2 separate regions of the Arachis hypogaea genome follow, and region 2 is linked to region 1. The links are chromatin contacts, called in public Hi-C maps. All regions are on one chromosome and are shown on one strand. Each heading gives the region's core, a stretch centred on a gene start, on an enhancer-like site or on the middle of the called end of the contact. The rest is flanking DNA. Distances are from core to core; before and after follow the strand shown. Region 1 overlaps LOC112702571. Region 2 holds the start of LOC112702573.

What was found. A called contact is a pair of places that touch in the nucleus more often than the background predicts.
Region 2: a contact with region 1 is called in a Hi-C map of leaf, with 2.9 times the contacts expected there. The contact joins the promoter of LOC112702573 here to the enhancer-like site in region 1. A contact is called at or near these places in 3 of 8 Hi-C or Micro-C datasets (leaf and an unstated tissue).

Annotation. Positions count from the first base shown.
Region 1 is chr7:14,377,087-14,383,504 of arahy.Tifrunner.gnm2.J5K5, forward strand. It overlaps LOC112702571, which reads left to right. Exons shown (of 3, transcript XM_025753668.3): 2 at 1-150; 3 at 420-1,744. The coding sequence ends at 435. Among protein-coding and RNA genes, the nearest start is that of LOC112702571, 3.9 kb to the left of the region's middle. Within about 2 kb of position 2,090, at least 3 of the 3 cell types and tissues checked have open chromatin away from gene starts, as enhancers often do.
Region 2 is chr7:14,431,198-14,436,969 of arahy.Tifrunner.gnm2.J5K5, forward strand. It overlaps LOC112702573, which reads right to left and starts at 3,109. Exons shown (of 3, transcript XM_025753671.3): 1 at 2,633-3,109; 2 at 1,457-1,694; 3 at 316-890. The coding sequence starts at 2,899. The coding sequence ends at 751.

The sequences.
Region 1 (6,418 bases), core at 840-3,339:
GGTAGGGGAGAATCTATTCAACTTCATGCAGAGTTTTTGCGGTGTTGATGGTTCGAAGCTTGTGGTGCCGATGGATATTTTGGATCGGTGGTTCAAGAAGTTTCAGGAGAGGGCCAAGCGTGACCCTGAGTACTTGAAGGGTTTCGCTTTGTAAGTGTTTCTTAATTGAGAAAAGAGTTCCAATTTCTCCTTTTTTTTCTAGGGTGCTAGAAATGATAGAGAATGCAAAGCGATAGTGTTTGTGTGAATTGCGATGATAGATTAGATGTAACTCTATGCCTCCATTAAATCAATCCATGGAGATGCCTTTGTGCACTTCAATTACAATTGAGGAGGGGAATTAGTATCTAAATGAAGATGTTGCACCCTTTTTCTTTTTAGATATTTGAATTTGAAATATGTTTTGATCATGTTGACAGAGGCATAGACTGTTAATTGCCGGAAGTTATACGAGAAAGCTATGTCTGCGGCTAAAGAAAGAACAATTTGCTATTAATGTAGAGTTGATGACAGGGGACTGTGGTCTAAGTGGATGGGTGATGGGTTTAGGATCTGAAGTATGACACATTTTATTGTTGATGCTTGATGCTGACAAATCATGTTCTAGCGTTTAGCTTGGGTTAAAGAAAAAGCAATGTTGATGGTTGTACTAGATTCTGCATTCCATTTGAGTGGTAACATTTAGTCTTCACTCTTCTCTTTAACCAATTATGGGATTCCTCATCATGATGGACGCTAGTCAATGGCCATTATTTTTCCCGAAATAATCTTGATTTGATTTCTGATAGTGAGTAGATAATAGGGTTTAAGAATGGGCTTAGTGAGTAGATAATAGGGTTTAAGAATGGGCTGGAACAAGAAGCGAATGTTGGGATAGTTGCTTTTTAAGGAGGCAGACAGAAGATGAAGTAAAAAGTAGATACTTTCAATGTTTGGAATCTTAAAAATGTTACTAAGTTTTGCCCCATTTAGAAGTTACAAGGATGTTTAGATTATCTATCTGGAGGGTAAACTATATTTTGTATGTTATTGAACCTTTGGCAAATGGTTAGTTTCTGTATTAGGCATGCTTTTAATACTTTTGCTGTCTCCTATATGAATGGAATCATAATATGCAATCTTTTAAGATGATCTCATTTATGGGATTATGGATATTACTAATAGAATGGGTCATGGTGCTTGGTAGTTATATAGAGCTCTAATTGTAATACTTGAATTTGATTGCAACAAAACAGAAGGACTTGTTTAATGTATATACAGACAGGTCATGTCAGAACATAAGAATTAGTTACTTGTGATAGAAGTAGTAGTCATTAGTTGGTTAGACGTGTTGGTCTCTGTGAGCTGTGTATAAGATTGGAATCATATAGAGAAGCATCAGATGAAGAATTTCATTTGTTTATTTACTCTGTTAATAGTTTCTTTTCTCCTACTTTATGAGTGGCACTTATTTCAATTATTTGCCTTCATAATTCCAGACCCTATCATGCCTGCACTTGTTGTTAAGAGGTTTTCTTGAATATGTATTTCGGCACCCTTTGAGGTGTTCCTAATTAAAGTAATCATAGATAAGTGACTGTCCTATGAGGCTTCCATTGTCAATGTTCCCCATCCAAGGAGTAATTTCTACTTGATGACAAGTTTCCTTCATGTAACAGTTAGAAATGACAAATTGAATAGTAGTAAGTGCCATTTTTGAGGGAGATGTGCCATTGTGTGTGATAATAAAGGTTTTATTGTTCTATTTTTACCATAGATATGTATATTAGGTAGCATGAAGAACAGTTTTCTTGATGCTAATTTTATCGTGTTACTATCCTGTTCATGTTGAAATAAAATTTTGACCATTACTTTTTTCAAAAATTGAATCTCTAGTAAGGTGCAACATACATGAATAACATTATATTAACGTAGTAATAAATTCAAATTTTATCATATGTGAACAAGTTACAAATGGATTTGTTTCCTTTCTCTTTCTCTCAAACTGAAGGCCGAAATGGTTGCTCTCCTTTTTGGTATAATAGTAGGCCTTCTATTATAGTGATGGTGTAGGCTAGCAGGCCACGAGCTAGCCCATTTATGTCTTTCTGTTTTCCCTCCTATTCTACCTTCCTAGTTCTGGGTCTCAATTTTAATTTACTTGGGCCAACTGAATGTGAGTTGTTGCATTAATTTATTATTAGGCACCCATTTATGCCTTTCTTTTTGTTATTATTAATTTATTATTAGGCACCCATATGGACTTCAATTTTTATTCCCCTTGAATGGTGTTATGATTTTCTGTTCTAATGACGCACTCTCTTTTTTTCTATTGGATTTTGTTGGGTGTAATGGATACAGCAATTTTAGTTGTATTAGTTACACAAAACCTTTCTTACGTCATTCTTTTTTAATAATTTTCCCTTTCTTCAATTTGATGTGGTAGAGGTTGGTTATTATTGATTTAATAATTTTCACCAACTTCAGGTAGTGAGATGGCCATAGATATTAGATACTAGCTAGTATCAATGTTTGGGCGTATGTAGAAAAATAATCCACAATTCGTACATGCCATTGTCAGGAAGAAATTTCACTTCATTTGGTTAGATTTTGTAACATTAGAGATATTGATGGGGACCAACAAGATCCTGTTTTGTTTTATGGTGGGGTGGCTAAATTTGCGTTTAACCAAAATGGATGTAAAATTACATTCACTGAAAATGCATTGGGAATTTTCTTTAAACAAAGAGCTTATGGGAGCCTTTTAAATAGCAGTATGCTTGGATTGGAGAAAAAGAGAAGACAACTTTTAAATAGCGGTATTGCTCAAATTTGATAAATCTCTTCTTATGACATAATTGTTGAGATTAAGCAATTTTTAAGATGTTTCAGAACCTATTTCTTAATCATGATCAAATCACTTAAAAATCTTTAGTCTTGCAAATTTGGCATATCTCAATATCTAGTTCTTTGGAAATGAAAATTACTTGTAACAAAGAGAAGCCATTAAACATTTAAACATATGTAATAACCACACTTTGTTTTCTTGATTTTTTTTTAATAATTAAATACACACCCAATTGGTAACTTTAAGCTTTAACTATGTAGGTTTTTGCAATTCAGCTAGAGATTAGCCATCATTATATTAAACGTTGAATACATCAATCATAGACCAAAATTTATGCTCAAATTAGATTCAACATTTTAGGGTTTATCCGATAAAATGTCCTAATATGTTCCTTTGAAAAGAAAAGAAAGAAAGGAATGGTTCTAATTATGACAACAAATTAAACTAATTATTTGATTGGTCAAGACTTTGAGTGTGGGAAGTTATTACTTATTAAAGTGAGGAGGACTTGACAAGCTAGATGAGTCTTTTTTAGCTAAAATCGTAGCTAGTTGTTATCATCATAGCCTTAGGAGGACCATCTGATCTTCTGGTACACCCTAGCCTCCAGGGTCCACACTAAAACAAAAATTTGAGGCTGATGATGATCAATTGCGGAATTGCCTTATTCCTTATGCCATTCTCTTCTTCATTCCCTTTAATGATGTCCTTTCCTTTAACTTCTTCATGAGGTAGAGGTTGGTCATTATTATCTATTCGTATTAAATTTTCACCAACCTGAGGGTCTCAAGGTGGAGGATACTATCAATGTTTGGACGTGTTTTTAGACATACCCCTAAATGGCACATACCATTAACAAGGACAAATCTCACTCGATTTTAATAACAAAAGCCCTTCAATGTTTGGAATCAATACGAGTAATAGCATTTTTAATAGAAGGGAGTTTGAGAATTAATTTTATTAACGGTAATGCTAAGAAAAAAAAAAAAAAACACAAGACTTACTTAACAAAACTTATTTTACTTAGTATGTATTAATGCTAAATAAGATAAGTTTTAATTATTTGTTGTTAATTTTTTTTTGTTATTAAATATTTTCGTTTTATTGATACTTTAAATTTAAATTATATTGATGATATTTTTTTATTTCTTTTTTTTTTATATTAAATATATTGGCTGAAATTACACACATTTTTTTAAGTTACCACATTTATATTAATTTTTTTTAGTGATAAGACTAAGAAGACAATATTTAAAATTATCTTCTATATACATATAATATTCGTAATTATATATATTACATCTAAAATTGCACAATTACTCTAATAATAATTAATTAATACTAAATAAGACAATTATTTATACCCTGGCCGAAGTAACCAGGTCCAAATTAAGTTAAGAAGTCCAAATCCTAAGGATTGGCCTTCACGCCTATCGGACAGGAGATCGGAATCAACACACAAAGGCAAGTAACACTTATTTAAGTAAGTAACTGCCTTCTTATATCTCTCACCAACTTCTAGAAGAGAGATTCCAACAATCCTAAAATAAAGAGACGATTATCCACCATCAGAAGTAGAACTACTTTAACGGTTGTTATTGGCTCGTCTCCTATAAATATCTTGACATTCTCATGTACAGTTAAGTTCGAATATACTTAAAGCCTGCTTAATCCTTTGCTGACTTAAGCATCGGAATGTCTTGGAGATACCACCCCCATTTCTCAAACGCACAATTCGGACAACGATAATCAAGCGAGAAGTCGGAGATCCCCTTTCTTCGCAATTTGAACCTTCTGTTCTAGTCCAATTCACATATTTTCAGATTATTCACGTAACAATAATTTTAAATTATTTAGGCTGATTTTTTTATTGTCTTCCAAATATTATTGTTCTCTTCGTATCATGTTTATCGACTAAATATTGCCAAATTATATTTTACGAAATTTAGGATACACTAAATGGTATATAACTTAAATTTTTTTAGAAATTAGTGAATGCATCATAAAATAAAATAAAATAAAACTATTAAACTAACTTTTTCAGTCAACATTCTTTTTTAATTTCTTTTATTCTCTTTTTAGACTTTGTTACACCTATTACTTTGTTGATTGATTGTTGGTTAAAGAAAAAAAAAAAGCTAATTCCAACTTTTGGGAAAACATTATAAACAAATTAGGGGACGTCACACACAAAAATATCAAATTTGCGATCAAGTAAGAGCTTAGCGACCTAGTTATATCTACTAAGTAAAGTAAACATTTAATATAAGAAACTATTTATTCTATATAATTTACTGTATCAACTTAGATTTAGCATTCACCATTTTTTAGGCACAATTCAATTTTTCTTTTAGTATCGCATAAAATATGTACATATATAACATAACAGCCAAAGTATAAATCATATATATATCCTAGAAAAGCTAAGCAGAAAGAAGGGCACTGATGTATATTTGAACCAAAATTTTTAGTTCAAGCCTCAAGGCTTAGACATTAACATCTTAATCACTCATTTTGTATCATAGAACTCAAAATATTAGTGTCCACAATTCCACATACTCCATATCGCAAATTAATTATTGATAAAAAAACATACCCTCCTTCATAAAAGGTCTAGGTCCGATCCATCCCTTCAGATAGCATTATTTTAAGAAAAAGATCTTATTGTTGGGCCTCTAATATAAAGGGAAGTAGGTAATAAATCATGAAGAAAGTAGAAAAGATAGCATATGGTAACGGTATATATGAGAGTCCACACACGATAAACAAATAGGAAGTGGTTAAGTAAAAGAGACCCATCATCTTTTAATTAAATGTCAACAAGTCAATCTTTATCTTATATGTACAGAAATATTTAAAAGTCTAAGTCAGATATTTTACATATTGAAATGGCTATAAATTTAATGAAAAAGGAGAATCCATAGTCCATGCGATCGAAGCTTTTAAAAAACTAGATCAATCATTGTGTCATAATATTACTTTTCTAAAATTTAAGTTGATAAGCATTTTTTTTAAATTAACAAAAATTAAATTCTAAATTTTTAAATCATAAAAAATTCTAATATCACATCATATTATTATTTTTTTGAAACAACATATGAATAATTATATCTCTAATATATATATTAAACGAAAAGAATTTAATTTCAATATACTAACAATTTACACAGTCGTGCAATCACATTTATTCTTTTAGATGATTATTTACGCAGTTAATAAAAATAATAGTTATTTTTTATGATGCGTTATTACATAATTAAATACACGTATAAAGCTAATTTACACTAACAGTGTATCAAAATTAAATTCTAAACTAAAAAAAAAAACTAAGTTTTAAAAACTAAAAAAAATCACTAAAATTTAATTAAAATTTAATCGAATATGATAAAATAATATATTTTTATATAAAATTTATATTTTCCAATTATTTTTTCAAAATAAATGTATAACTTATTTTTTAATAAAAACAAAATCGATTCAATCAATTTAATAACTAATTGTTAATTTATGTTATCAAAATAATAGAGAGTATAATATAGGAGAGTACGTAGGTTAGGGGTGGAGGATGGGAAGAGTATAGAGAGAGAGGGG
Region 2 (5,772 bases), core at 1,859-4,358, 55 kb after region 1:
TTAGAAAGTTAATTATAATAACAATAATGAACTGCTTAACTTATATATCATTACAATTCTCATAAAAAGTTTGAAAGTAAAGTTTAGGGGGATCATGGAAGAAAAATTTGAAGAGGATTTCTTACTCCACATTCATATACATCGCAGTCGCACCATCAAATCATGTTTGGTCCTATCCATTTTAATATTGACTTTGCATGGTGTGAGATGCATGAAGTGATGAAGGAAGAAATGAAATGCTCATGGAAAACAACGAGTGATAATAAATGTTCATGTTCGTTCTAACTAGTTTCGATAAATACAACAAATTAAAGATGTTTTTAATTTCACTTTTATCTCTATGTAATGAGTAGCTTCTATCAACATCGCATACGTATTCACACAAGCTTATTCTAAAATTACAACATTTACCCAAAAAAAAAAAGTTGCAATTTCTCATGTCTGCTACAAGTTGTACAATACCGAGTAACAACATAGGCTGACAAAGATTCCAACACAGAATTGGAAACCCAATACAAAACATAACTACAGCTTTTATCAAAACTACTCACTGCCACTTCACAAGTACATAAAAAACATGAATATAGGCATCCAAAGCAGAAAAAAAGGGGGAAGAAACCGTGACTAAGAGAATAGACATGAACCACAACTAGTCCACTGAAGAAGATTCTTGTGCCATTCATTCCATAACATGCAAATGCAACTTATGATTTGTCTGCATCGTCTACTCTATGAATTCAGCACTTGATCTCAGTCGTGTTTTAAGTTGCGAGTACCCCAAGCAGCAGAGTAAGTTGAAATCGCCGAGCTGGTCACGCTCAACGATTGTTTGGCAAATCCGAGGCTCTTTCTAGTTACCAACCACACCGTGTAAAAGAATCCAATCCATGCTGGGTTGCATCATTTCATATCCAGCAGGAAACATTACAGTGTTAACCACATAAAAAGAAAAGTGCATAAAAAAGAGCAACATTATCTTTTTTGAGGGGGGAAAAAGGTAAAGCATAGCCTTATAAATTATAATTTAGTGTGGAAGTGACAAATTTATTGCCATTTTATACTCTGATATGCAACAGAGCACGGGAACTCTCACAAAGGGAAACTAAACCATTAAATCAATCATCCATTGGAGGTCTTTGTCAAGAAGATATGTCTAATGCCACAGCACAATTGCATGCAAAAATTTGAACATGCATTTATCATGTATATGTATATCAGTATATGTCCATGTATTTGGTGACATTGTAAAATTAAATCTTACTGCTAGCAGAGTCATTTAATCTGAAATACTATCAGTTTTCCTATTTCAACAGAAAGTTGCATCTCAATTAAAATTCAGAGTTGCATCTTGCTGAAAACATATTAACTCTATTCAAATCATCAAACCAAGATCTACTAAAATGAAGTATCTGGTAAATATAGATAAAAGAAATGAGGTTGCCATAATGTTTTATACCTGTAGTAATCGTAATAGCCACAATGGTCCAAAATATAACCGTGGAAATAGCAAATATTGCTACTAACAATGCTGCAATATATATAACCGTCACGCAAGCAAAGAAAATAGCCAAGCATCCTGCAGCTGCTGCCAAAGATATAAGAAGGGAGACAATGACAACATTTATAGTCGCAAAGAGAAAGAGAAGCGTAAATACAAGTAGTCCTGTCAAAGCAAGAATAGTAATTGTCCCAACCTGCAGGAAATTGGAAGAAAACATCATAAACATTAAAATCTAAACATAAATTACAAAACTCCATTTTCTCCAAACAAAGGATTGAAAACTGTAATGCATAAAAAGTAGTTTTCGCCCACCGGTTAAATAGTATGATATCAAAAAGGAGAAATTAGGCAAAATTACTCTATCAATCCCTATAGTTTCTAATTGAGAAGCTTCTAATTGAATCCCTACACTGTTTTGAAATTTATAATTAGGTTCTTGACCTGCAAAAACGATAGAGTTGACAGAATATTCTTTCCCAAATTGAAAATACCCACATTTAAGGGCTAAATTCCTAAATATGAACGTCTTCTCATTTTTCAGAATATTTTGTTGCAAGATAAAAACCTAATTACAAAATTTAAAATAATGTAGGAACCAATTAAAAAAATTTATACTATGAACTTAATTACAAGTTTAGTAAAGTTATAAGAATTGGTAGAGTAATTTAACCAAAAAATTATAAGAAATAAAAAACGACGCACAAGCAAATACCTACGATAATTTTTCCTCCAAAATGACACACAATCATAAAAGATACTTGAATCTTTAAAAGTTCACTATTCTATGATGCATATGGACAAATAAGATTGAGATGCAATTCTCTGCAACCTTCTAGATACTTAGCACAAGCTTGAAGAATATAAAGAGTTAACGCCCAAATATTTGTTAATATCAGATTATTCCTTTTGGTGCAAATCATGTACATCCAAATTCAAATTAACTAAGCCTTTAAAAGGAAACAGTAACAATTTTCAGGCAATAAAGTTAACGGACGCAGGGATTGAAAAATTGCACCAGAGGAGACACCATAAGAATCGATACAAAAGAAATATAAATAAATAAACAAAGATAATATGAAGAGCGTTAATTGAATGGAAAGTGAAAAGAGAGAGGAGTGTTTGGAGACTAACGGAGATGAGGAGTAGGGGGCGGAGGGGAGAGCCGGCACGTGTCCAGAGGAGGGTGTCACGTGCGGTGTTTCTAGAAGCTTGGGGGATGAGTGGAGCGTTGCGGGAGAGTGAGGTCTTGATTCGGTGGAGCAGGGGCGCAGAGTTAGTGGGTTCGGGGAACAAAATTGGGGAAACGACGTCGTTAAGAAGGTCGTGCAGCTTCAACTCCTCATTTCTGTTCTTCTTCTTCGGCATCTCTTGTTCTCCGTTGGTTTTTTCTGACGCCATGAGTGTGTATTATGATGGAGAACGTGAAAGTGTAAGGGATCGGAATGAATGAGTGATGAGTTGAGTTAGTGAAAGTGAAAGTGAAGAAAACTTCAAAGAAGAAACCGATAGGCGATAGCGACCAGCTGAGTCCCTCGTGTTAGAACGTGACACTCGTGACTCTCTCCTCTTTGTTTTTTTAATTGGGTGAATACTCGGACGAATTTTTCTAAGGATAAGGAAGGCCAATTTTTAATTTAAACGAATTAAATAAATATTTTATTTATCGAAATAAATAATTTTAAAAATTATTACAAAAATAGGTAAAATTATTTATCTCGTTTACTGTGTAAACGAGATAAATTTACACATATCTTGTTTACAGTCAAGTAAGTGCAAGTGATACGTGTATATCTCGTTTACAGTATAAACGAGATATATGCAAGTTTATCTCGTTTGTACGATAAACGAGATAAGGCTTGGTCACGCCTATATATAGATATCGTTTATAGCGACATTCTGGTCCCATTTCAACATTTTCTTCCACTTTCTCCTCCTTTTCTGGCCATATATATTATTGAGTAAGACGCATATGGCGTGCGCAAATGTACGTAATTCGGACATCAATAGACTAAACGTGACATGGCACAATGTCAAGGCATTCGACTTTGCGGTTAGTTATTTTATCTTGGCATTTGTGTTATCTAGTATATGTATAGTCATGATTAAAATACTTTCTAAAAACTAGAATAGAATTTGTATCGTTAGGAACAGGTCACTGATAGTATTTAATAATGCTAGGAATGTGATTATCATTTTTCTATAATTAAGTTGTTAACTACATAATTATTAACTTAGAGATTAAATGATGGATGTAGATACTTTCGAACCATTGAAGTTAGCTTATTAATCACACGTTTCTTAATTTATTAATTTAATTATTCATTATCCAAATTTGATGATTAGATTATTAAGTTAAAGTTTGAGAAAATGTCCATTAGTTAAGTAAGTATATATTAACGGAAAAAGTTGGATCGACATAAATTCTGTTATTACATACATGTAAAATTCTCTGTTAAACAAATGTATACAATAGTTAAGACAGTTTGATATGTCGATGGACCTATACAAATTTTTAATAATTGTGAATTTTTTTTTGTCAGAGACCTCGCTTACTTCTGCTCCGACAAGTGAGTCACGCATTTTTACCACCCAATGCCATCGTCCCGTATCTAATGGGGCTGGATTCGGTGACGCGATGTCACTTAGGGACTTTGTCTTTGACAATTCCCTGATCACGGCATTCATGGGGCAATGGCGTCCGGAGACTCGCACGTTCCACTTGCCCTGGAATGAGGCCACTATCACCCTGCAGGACATGGCGTACCACCTTGGGTTACGTGCGCACAGGGAGCCAATGGGGGCACATCCGTGATTTCTATAGGTAGCACGGCACGGAGACAAGGGAGTTGGTGGAGCGATTGCTCGGTGTTAGACCTCCAGTGGTTCCACAGCAGGGGGCGCAAAAGAAGGAGTCGTTCTCGCTGAAACTTACATGGCTGCGGAATCGTGTCCGCGATATGCCACAGATGGAAGATCTGGACTCTCCGACAGTATGCAAGGTGTTACAGCTTGTTACTGATTGGGGGTACCTGATAACGGACAAGTCGAACAACTTGGTCAATCTCCGATAGTTGCCACTGCTTCAGGACTTTGAGAGGTGATGTGGGTTGTCTTCAGGACTTTGCCATTGTCACTATTTCTCATACGACAATTGGGATACACACAGACAACTACATATCCACTACTATTAGATATTTTTTCCTATTTTTGAAAGAAAAACAGAGGAAAAGAAGATATAAAATGTGTGTGGAGAATGCTAAGAGTTGCACATTATTTTTATAGCAGTTAAAAATTTATCTTAATGTATCTCGTTTACACTGTAAACGAGATATACACGTGCACACTTACTTATCTCGTTTACACTGTAAACGAGATAAGTAATCTTACCCATTTTTATAATAATTTTAAAAAATATTTATTTCGCTAAATAAAATATTTGTTTAATTTATTTAAATAAAAAATTATTAAAAAGATTCCTAACAAAAAAATCTTTTTTGATATTTTATCTTTAATTATGTGAGAGTCCTATTAAGTACGGAGACTTTGTTTAATTACCGTGTTGGCGTGTCAGACACGTTTCGGATACAACGCACAGAGACACTCGTCCAACACGCATGTCTCCCGTGTCCAAACGCGTCCTGTCTAAAAAAATAAAAAAATCAGCCAGACCCAGCCTGGAGATAGACGGACACGGTCCAATTGCATTTTGGAAAACTCTCTCCTCAGTTTTACCCTTTCACTTTGATAAAACACAAAAGTGAAAAACCTAACTTTTCACCTCCACCCCCAAACCCGTCTCTGGCTCAGAGGCTCCTCCACACCCACTCACCCTCTCCCCACCGCCAGTCTATCGCCACCTCCAGTCATCGCCGCCACCTCCGATCATTGCCGCCGTGGATATTCATCGTCCCTCTCCACACCCACACACTCTAAATCTCAGCATCTCCTTTTCACTGCCGCCACTTCTTCTACAGTGCTTGCCATTGCTGTTCGCTGTCGTTCACTGCTTTTCCAGCCACCACTTGTTGTCGTCGTTGCTCCAGTTCTCGCTGCCGTGTTCACCGCCTCCCCGGTCGCCACTTCTACCGTGACCGTTGCCCTGCTCTCATGCTCTTCCTGCTGGGAATAAAGAGTATGACCACAATCCAATCAATCATGTATCAAATAATTTGTTATTATTATTATATTAAAATGTTAATATAATAAGATCCTTGATTAAATTTAGAGATTTATCATTGTGATAGTAATCATAATATTGAGAGATAAATCCT